Regions from separate parts of the Mus musculus genome. Here region 2 is linked to region 1. A link is a contact called in public promoter capture Hi-C data. All regions are on one chromosome and are shown on one strand. The core of a region is the stretch at or near the end of the contact, and the rest is flanking DNA. Distances in the headings are between cores, read along the strand shown. Region 1 holds the start of Gtf2a1l (general transcription factor IIA, 1-like). Region 2 overlaps Nrxn1 (neurexin I).

Region 1 (4,716 bases), core at 1,283-3,782:
TGCTGGGAAGGGAAAGGTTGGGACTTTGGTGCCAGAATGGAACTTATCTCTGGAAAAAGAGATTGGTGCCGACAGTTTGTCAGATCACTTTGTAGGGGAGACTGCAGCTGGGACAAAGATGGGTCAGTCATGCATGGGACTGGCAGTTGGCCAAGGTTGCCTAATTACAGATGTCTCTTGTTCTGCTTGAAATCAACTTCCATTGAGATGGGTAAGGCGAGCATGGGAGTTGCAGGTGCTTCATGGTCCTCAGCCCAGTGTGATCAAGTACCCTTTCTGTACCTATCACCATTTTCTCTGTTTAATAAGCTGTCTGAGAGTGGGTGGCAGAGCCTAGCTGGTTGGGGTCACCAGAACCCAACAAATCTAACAATTCCAGAAACAAACTGAACGAACCATTTTGTCTCGGTGGACCCAATGTTTGACCTGCAAATAAAATAAGTGTTCTTCAACATCACTTGTGTCTATCACATATTTTGGTCTGAATAATGACAAAAACCCTAATGATTCAATCAGCCTCTGGAAGCCATACTTGTGCACACTGCTGCACTGGGTATCAAGCCGTAACACCTGTAGCTCGGAGACATTTCATATCTAAGGTGTGACAACCTAGATCTTGGATTCAAGCACGTGTCCTTTAATGGCCACTGCCTATTATTGTGAAGAAATCAAAGCAGCGTCTACCAGTGACCTTTTAGAATACACAAGAGGGCAACCAGAAAGTCACTGGGATTGCTCAACTAGTGTTGTATGGCTTTTCTATAAAAAGTGTATCTAGTGTTCTACTCAGTAACAATTCAATTGTTAGTCACACTTTTTATGGGTACCAAGGTCCAAATTTAAATTTAAAAATACACATCATCTACTCTGTCGCTTTGAGAAAGGTATAATGTATAATGAAGTACAGCAAATGGCTTGCTGTCACAGAATGGTAGATTGTTACCCATTCTGTGCATTTAGGATTATAATTTTGAAACCCTGCAAAGAGAAAGATGGAAAACAAGAACCTTTTCAGCTTTCTTATTTCCCGGCTTGAATAATTTAATTGGATTTTATAATATCAGAAGGAATCAATGCTTGCTTTTAGCTTTTCTATTTTGGGTGATGGTAAGTCACTTTGAATATTTGAGGTAGTAAGTTGTCACGTAGAGAGATATAACCATTAAAAATCACCACACATAATGGCTTTTTGTAAAGAAATTCCCAGTAGTTTTTAATTTAGGAAAAGTCTTCAAAATGACACCAAATGAATCAGCAGCTAGAAGCTTACACCTGGTCCAGGCAAGCAATTCAAAGTGGGCAATCACACACAGCTCTATTGCACTTACACACACAAATAAGCAAGCAGTCAACTCTAAACCCTAATGGGATTTTAAATCATCACATAACCATCTGTTAGGTCGAGATCTATCTTCAGATTAGAAAGGCTGCTTGAAGGCAGAGTGGTGGAAGTAGATGACTTTCCCCTTTGAACTAGTGGGGACGTGTGAGCTTAAATCTATCTTCAGCTTTAGCTAGTTAAGTTCCTTCAAGCCCAAGAGAGCAGAGACAGGAAGAGGAAGGGAGGGAGAGAGAGAGACCGACAGAGAGAGAGAGAGAGAGAGAGAGAGAGAGAGAGAGAGAGAGAGAGAGAGAGAGAGAGAGAGAGAGGAGAGAGAGAGAGAGAGATTGATTATAGGGCAAAGATGGCAACTTCTGCCTGAGGACTGGGGAGCCCACTTGGTTTAAAAGGTAGTTCTCTGTCTTCAGGCTGCAGTTTTAATCATATGCTCTGGGGAGAGACTTAGGCACCAAACCTTTAAAAGGAAAGAACCCTTCAGGTAAATTTAATGTGGCCCCACTCTTGAATGTGTTTTAGGGCAGTGAATCTCATTTTAATGCCCATCAGAACTATCTGGAGACCATTTGAAGTCGCCGTATGCTGTGCCCCCAGTTGTCAGTCCCTGATTTGGTAGAGATGTTTACGTTTATGAACCCTTACTTGTTTGTATTAATCTCTTTTACACGCATTGATGCATGGATTGTCTGTGTGCCCACTCGCACAGCTGTTCCTACGGAGAACAGAGGACAGCTTCTAGAGCCCCCACTCTCTTCTAGCACACGGGTCAGACTTGGCAGCGAGCGTCTTTGTGGCTTTCATCTGTATTTTTAACACTTTTCCAGGTGAAGTTGCTTTTGCTTTTGCTCACACTTCAACCACTAGTTACAGAAGAATTTGGCTCTTGTCACACTTTTTATACGGCAGCATAGAGCGCAGTTGTGAGTGATATTTAGTGAGGCATGGTAAAAACAGGAATAACATCTTCTGCCCTCTTTCTTCTTCCCTTCATCCTTCAAAGATGAGGTTGCCCCATCGACCTGACACTGCACAACCTCCCTTAGCTAAAGTTGGTTGTACGCCTTACCACACCCGTGCCACGCCCAAACTTTATTTCTCCAACCCCTAACCTTTCTTGCCCGGTCCTACTCAGCTCCGCCCCCAGCGGCCTCGCGGTTGCGCAGCAACGAGGACCCACGGTTCAAAAGCGAGCCTGGCGGCTCTCTGCCACGCAGGCGCAAACGGTTAGGCACAGAGCGGCTGGCATGGCCTTCATCAACCTGGTGGTAAGGAGGCGGGCAGGCTTTGCCGACACCCTCCAGACTTTGATAGGCACCCCCTTTTCACCATGGGGTACAGGAAATAGAAGACAGCCACGTGGGGCTCTGATTCCATTTGAAAAAGTGTGCGTTCCACTCCAACTGAGGTCACCCAGGTTTCAGGGCACCTAGACATCGTGTAGAGGCAGGGTTCCCTCAATCAGGATGATTTCCTCTGTGTTTAAGAAATTCCTAGGTTCTCTCTCTCTCTCTCTCTCTCTCTCTCTCTCTCTCTCTCTCTCTCCTCCCTCCCTCCCTCCCCCTTTTCCCTGCTCCCTCCTCTTTTTTTTTTTTTTTTTTTTTTTTTTGACAAGGTCATGTAAAGGAACCCTAGGCTGGCTTCAGACTCCGGATCCTCAGTCTTTAAAGAGCAGCCTCCAGCTCTAATCCTAGTTATTGGAACATAGGTGGCTCATGCTGTTCGAGACAGGGTTTCTCTGTGTAGCCCTGGCTGTCCTGGAACTCACTTTGTAGACCAGGCTGGCCTCGAACTCAGAAATTCGCCTGCCTCTGCCTCCCAAGTGCTGGGATTAAAGACGTGCGCGCCACCACCGCGATTACTTCCTAACCCGGAATGAGAGGTGATGTGATTTGGATTGTCGCCTCATGATCTTGCCTTTCCTTGCCCTTTAACATCTTAATGCTTAAATAGGAAATGCTCTAACGCTGCCCTAAGGACAGCTAAACCCCACAGTGAGAATTCACAGGCAAAACGGCACTTGTTAGATCCATCAAATTAAAAATCCCAAGTTGAAGGCAAAAACCACTATCAACAGATGCCCATTTCCAGAAGGACAATGGGCAGCCAAGATAGGTTTGTGTCTGTAAAAGTCTGTGTATACAGCATAAAAGGTTCCGTTTTTAGAGACATGCTCATGTATGTTCATTTTATGTTTTAAGAACTGTAAAGTATGGATGCCTGGATATAAGCTTTCCACGAATACCAGTTTGCCTGATTGTTATTGCCAATGAGATTTTCTTCTTCTTCTTTTTTTTTTTTTTGGAGATACCGGTAAGGTGGAGGTCCAGACTATATATAGTTTTAATAAAGATAACATAGAGAAAGCAATATAAAGTTTAACGGCGGTCCTACAAGAGAGACATGTTCAATACTTACTACGCTTTTGAAAAATTGTATTTTATTGGCTTCTTTTGGACTGCTGCTGTTAGACTCCAAGGGCAGGTCTTAAAAGATGTTTTTATCCCTAGGGGTTTTCCCTGCAGCTCTTAAGTGTGATCTTATAGCTGGGATTAAAACAGAAGCCTCAGTTTAGAAGCCTTTCTCAGGGTAGACGGAGAAGCAGCAGCTCATCTGGGGGCACTTAGTCTTAATGGGTAAGCCTGTGAACAACATTTAAATGTTACTGATTGGCCTATTCATAGACTTACCCTGGGTCTTTAGAAGGATTAGTTTAAATTGTGCTGCTCCTGGAGTGAGAGTATTTTTTGTGGGAAGCATGAAAAGAGCAGCCCGAGAAAGCCTCAGTTTTCATTTGGTCTGAATTAAGCAATTGTGAAAGCAACTGGAGTCCTGTGTTACTGAATGATATCTGTGGTCTTTGTCTGAATCTGTCTGTGTCTCTGTCTCTCTCCCTCTTCCCCCAAGCCCCCCCCCAGCTCACACACACACACACACACACACACACACACACACACACATACATACACACATACAGACACACACATACATACACACACACACATACACACACACATACACACACATACACACACACACACACACACACACACACACACACACACACACACACACACCAGAAAGGCTGAGTATATTTCATATGTTTCTGCTGCTTATGCAGAGGAACAGGTGACAGGTGGCTCTGGGTAGGTTCTGGCTAATTTTGTTCTGTGGCTTGGTTTGAACATCTTGGGTTTGTTCATGAACTTATTAATGACTGACAGGGATGTGGTGTGCTTTTGCTCGCCTGTGCTCTCAACTGCCCTCTCTCCAAGTCTACTTTGGAAGCAGGGCAGGCTTTGATTGTCCCACTTTTAAGGTCTGAGCTTTATTTATATCTGTGGTAGTTCACTAATAGTGGCTACTTTGAGAAAATGGTA
Region 2 (4,467 bases), core at 508-3,007, 1.4 Mb after region 1:
CCCATGGAAGGAGTTACAGAGACAAAGTTCTGAGCTGAAACTGAAGGAAGGATCATCCAGAGACTGCTCAACCCAGGGATCCATCCCATAAACAACCACCAAAGCCTGATACTTTTGCATATACCAACAAGATTTTGCTGACAGGACCCTGATATAGCTGTCCCCTATGAGGCTATGCCAGTGCCTGGCAAATACCTAAGTGGATGCTCACAGTCATCTATTGGATGGAATGCAGGGTTCCCCAATGAAGGAGCTAGATAGAGAAAGTACCCAAGGAGCTGAAGGGGTCTGCAACCCTATAGGAGGAACAACAATATGAACTAACCAGTACTCCCAGAGCTCATGTCTCTAGCTGTGTATGTAGTAGAGGATGGCCTAGTTGGCAATCATTGGGAAGAGAAGCCCTTCGTCCTGTGAAGTTTCTATGCCCCAGTACAGGGGAATGCCAGGGCCAGGAAGCAGGAGTGGGTGGGTTGGGGAGCAGGGGGAGGGGGGAGGTTATAGGGGATTTTGAGAGAGGAAAGTAGGAAAGGGGATAGCATTTGAAATGTAAATGAAGAAAAATCTCAAATAGAAAGAAAGAAAGAAAGAAAGAGAGAGAGAGAGAGAGAGAGAGAGAGGGAGGGAGGGAGGGAGGGAGGGAGGGAGGGAGGGAAGGAAGGAAGGAAGGAAGGAAGGAAGGAAGGAAGGAAGGAAGGAAGGAAGGAAGGAAGGAAAAAGAGGGAGAGAGAAAGAGAAAGAAAGAGGGAGAGAGAGAGAAAGACAGAAAGAAAGAAAGAAAGAAAGAAAGAAAGAAAGAAAGAAAGAAAGAAAGAAAGAAAGAAAGAAAGAAAGAAAGAAAGAAAGAAAGGGAAAGGAAAGGAGAGGAGAGAAGAGAAGAGAAAAGAAAAGAAAAGAAAAGGAAAGGAAAGGAAAGGAAAGGAAAGGAAAGAAAAGAAAAGAAAAGAAAAGAAAAGAAAAGAAAAGAAAAGAAAAGAAAAGAAAAGAAAAGAAAAGAAAAGAAGTCATTATTCCAGTTGGCTGGGACTACACTCAGTTATTTGCTACCCAAGTATAGGCCTGAGCATCTATACTCAGGGTCTTTTAAAGGCAAAAACCACATCCTGTTATTTTGCTTTTCACAATCCAGCAGTTTAACTGAAACTAACTAAGATAAACAGTGAGCTGGAGTGGGGTATTTGTGTAAGTAGGTAGTTTGGCAGATGTCAAAATAAATTACCTAGGGCATCTTGATCTTGGGTTTCTACATTAGAGCTCAGTCATTTTCCACATGATTTTCCATCAAGGAGGTCAAATTCTAATCAAACTTAAAATGTTCTCAGCAAGGATAGAAAATGGAGGAGTTTCAGCAGTGCCTGGCACAGTCACAATTTAATATATATATATGAATTTGCTGATTGAAAGTATCTGACCATTGAATGAAAATAACAATGATTTGAATTTATTATAATTGAGCGGTACTCATGTTTGATATAAAATTTGAGGTAAAAAAAAAGTCTCATACCTACATTCAAATAATAAATCTCATAGACATGAGTTAAAAGTATTTTGTTTTGGTAAAAACTGGCAACAAAAACAACAAAAGTTGCTGTTGGTCGGAATGTAGTTGGATGCTTGTGTTTCATATGAAAATACAGATTTCAAAAAACAAGAAGATGACTTTATTTGTCTGTAGTTCTTTGTATAAAGTTTAGGCCTGCTGGACTGTGTCCCACACTACTCCCTTCAAGTTTGCATATCTGTGGTAAACGTATGCTTATACACAATGCCCTGTGTAAGGAGGTAGGGAAAGGAGGGGGTGGTTTCTCTTCTCCTACAGTGCAGGTTCTAGAGATGGAAATTAAGCTTTCAACCTTTTCAGGAAACATTTCCTTTTGTTCCGTTTTCCTCCTCTAAGTCATCTTACTAACTGTAATGCTAGCCCCTTTTGTTTGTTTTTGTTGTTGTTGTTGTTGTTGGTTTGGTTTTGTTGTTGTTGTTTCTAAATTCAAAATCCTGTAGTTTGATCCATTTTCTCTCTTTCTCAACTAGCTAAATTTTATATTAATTCCCACAACTAGTAATTTTCAAACCTAGATTTTTAGGCCCAGATTTATTGTAACTTTGGTGTTAGTAAAAAATTATTATTGAGGTATTTTAATTTAACTGTAGAGAATTGTTATAAACAGTTATCATTCAACTGAGCTTGTTTCTGCACTGTTATATTGATACTTTCAATATACCTTCTTTTCCAAAGTGTTGTTCTGCTCAGTATGTTTTGCTCAGTGGAGAAACCCTTACCATTTTTTTCCCCTGAGGATAAAATTCAGATGGAGGACGTTAGAAGCCATTTGAATGTTCTTCTTTCTCATCTCAAATTGCTGTATTGTTTGGAGAGATGACATTCAAAGAAAGGAGTACTTAACACAATCACAAGACAATCACAATCAAAGCAGATCTAGAACATCTATGCCTCTTTGTGGAAAGAAAATGTATCAGAAAGAGATCAAAGGTGCCTCCTGTCTGGCAATCATCAAAACAGTGGCCTAGTCTGTAGGGAATTGGGATTGTCTTGATTGTTCATTGATAGAGAATGACTTAGCCCATTGTGGGTGACACTATTCCCTAGGTAGGAAATCATGATCAGTGTGTAAGAGAAAGCTGACTAAGGGAAAACAAACAAAAAATATGTACATGTGTTTATTTCTCATTGCTCCCGATTGTGAATTTGATGTGACTAGTTACCTGAATTCTTGCCTTGACGTCTTCTCAGTGATGGATTGGAACCTGGATGGAAACCTGAAGTATACCCTTTTTCCTCTTAGCTTTCTTTGTCAAGCTATTTTACCACAGCAATTCAAATGAATTTAGAACAGGCTATGCATTAATTGTAGCATTTATGCAGTTACAACCTTTGAAATTCCCTATATTTTTGAAGTAGGCTAAATGACAGTCTTTAATTTAAACGTTAAGGAAATATGGGTTGTTACTCCTATACATGTCAAACTTATAGATTAATATTAAGAAAGAAATGATAAAAAGCTCTGTAAAAATATTATTAATAACTATGAAAGTATGTCGCATTAATGTTGAAACTCATTGCTATAGAAATGGAAGAAAAATGTCTCAGATTTTATTACTGGAAAGTTGTTTCAAATGATCCAAAGTATTAAAATAATTACCAGCTGTTGGATTGAAAGTTACTGATGGTCATATGGTTGCCAACAACAAAACTTTGTTTTATGAAAACTGAGCATAACCTTTTTCATAGAAATTGTATATCTATTTGTAAGTCAGAATTTGGTAAAGATTTTTTGTCTCTTTTCATTTTGCATGGTTTTTAAACAACAATCTTAACAATGTTTCTGTTTTCTCAAGGCCTTAATTCCTACAAGAGATACTATTGTAGTTATCATCTTTCCTGTGCATTTACTTCTACTAGACACCTTAGTTCATAGTATCATTATCACCTTTTAACTCTGATATCATTCTTAGTACAGGCGAGAGAGAGAGAGAGAGGGGGAGTAGGGAAATCACAGCTAATGAGACATTCTTTAGTTAATTACAGGTGTATTTAACTTTAATCCCATTGTAACTTACAGAGAGTGTATTTATGACATCAGCATATATTCGTATTATTCTCTGCTAGTTCTGTAATTTTCCATGAAAGCTACATGGAGTGCCTGCATCTTAAGTGTACAAGCAGAGGGACTGATTAAGTAGTAAAATGCTGAAAGGGGTGTGACAGCATCTTTTCCTGTGTGTGTCTGGGGATAAGATCTCCTTTCAAATGCATTCTTCTTCATTGTTATATTCAGTGGCAAATTGCTGTCATGTGCAATTTTTAAAGTCAACAAACCACAGTTGTATTAAGAAATATTTTATTAACAAAACAGTAAATTCCACTTGTTTAGCATTTCCAATAATGGATAAATTGGCCTTGCAACAGAAAAACAAAACAAAACAAACCCCTTAGATATTCAGTCATTAGAAGCACTAGAAGGGTACGATTGAAGTGACCTTCCGTTGACTTCTTAGGGATGAACCACCTCACACATTATTTTAGTCATCATTTTTGTTTTTAAAGGCAACACATTACATGGATAAAAAAAGAAGCATACTCAAACAAAAATGTTACAATCGATGTAGTCAGTTTATGCCAGGTAGTGTGAAAACTTCTGTGAGCTGCAAGTGACACACGGAACCTGATATGTTTAGTATAAAGATACTTGGGTTGGATTCAAGTCTTTTTCCTTCAAAACATCAGCATCCTCTCTTTGCCTTCTACATTCGGGGGGGGGGGGGTTGGGGGGGGAATCCTGCTAAGTTTTGTGTAGGTCAGTAAAATTAGATACATATTTTTTACCAGCATTATCAGTTTTTATCAATGAATGAGATTTTAAATTTCTTGCTGGGAAGAAACACTGAAATCAATTTTAAACAACAAGCCTCCCAGATATACCATTTAAAAAGTAACAATTCAATTTA

The links. Promoter capture Hi-C pulls out the DNA fragments that hold promoters and counts their contacts.
Region 2: a promoter capture Hi-C map of pre-B cells shows a contact between it and region 1, with 5 times the contacts expected there. The contact joins the enhancer-like site here to the promoter of Gtf2a1l in region 1. A contact is called at or near these places in 5 of 39 promoter capture datasets (embryonic stem cells, liver, pre-B cells and 1 more), 1 of 484 Hi-C or Micro-C datasets (cerebral cortex) and 1 of 115 datasets of contacts at active chromatin or transcription factors (large pre-B cells).

What each region holds. Positions count from the first base shown.
Region 1 is chr17:88,666,128-88,670,843 of GRCm38.p6, forward strand. Gtf2a1l (general transcription factor IIA, 1-like) reads left to right here and starts at 2,533. Exons shown (of 9, transcript NM_023630.2): 1 at 2,533-2,604. The coding sequence starts at 2,584.
Region 2 is chr17:90,030,109-90,034,575 of GRCm38.p6, forward strand. It overlaps Nrxn1 (neurexin I), which reads right to left. Exons shown (of 23, transcript NM_020252.3): 23 at 3,536-4,467. Among named protein-coding and RNA genes, the nearest start is that of Gm41653, 56 kb to the left of the region's middle. Within about 2 kb of position 1,758, at least 11 of the 459 cell types and tissues checked have an H3K27ac peak or open chromatin away from gene starts, as enhancers often do. A contact at or near this core is called in pre-B cells, where this site is marked.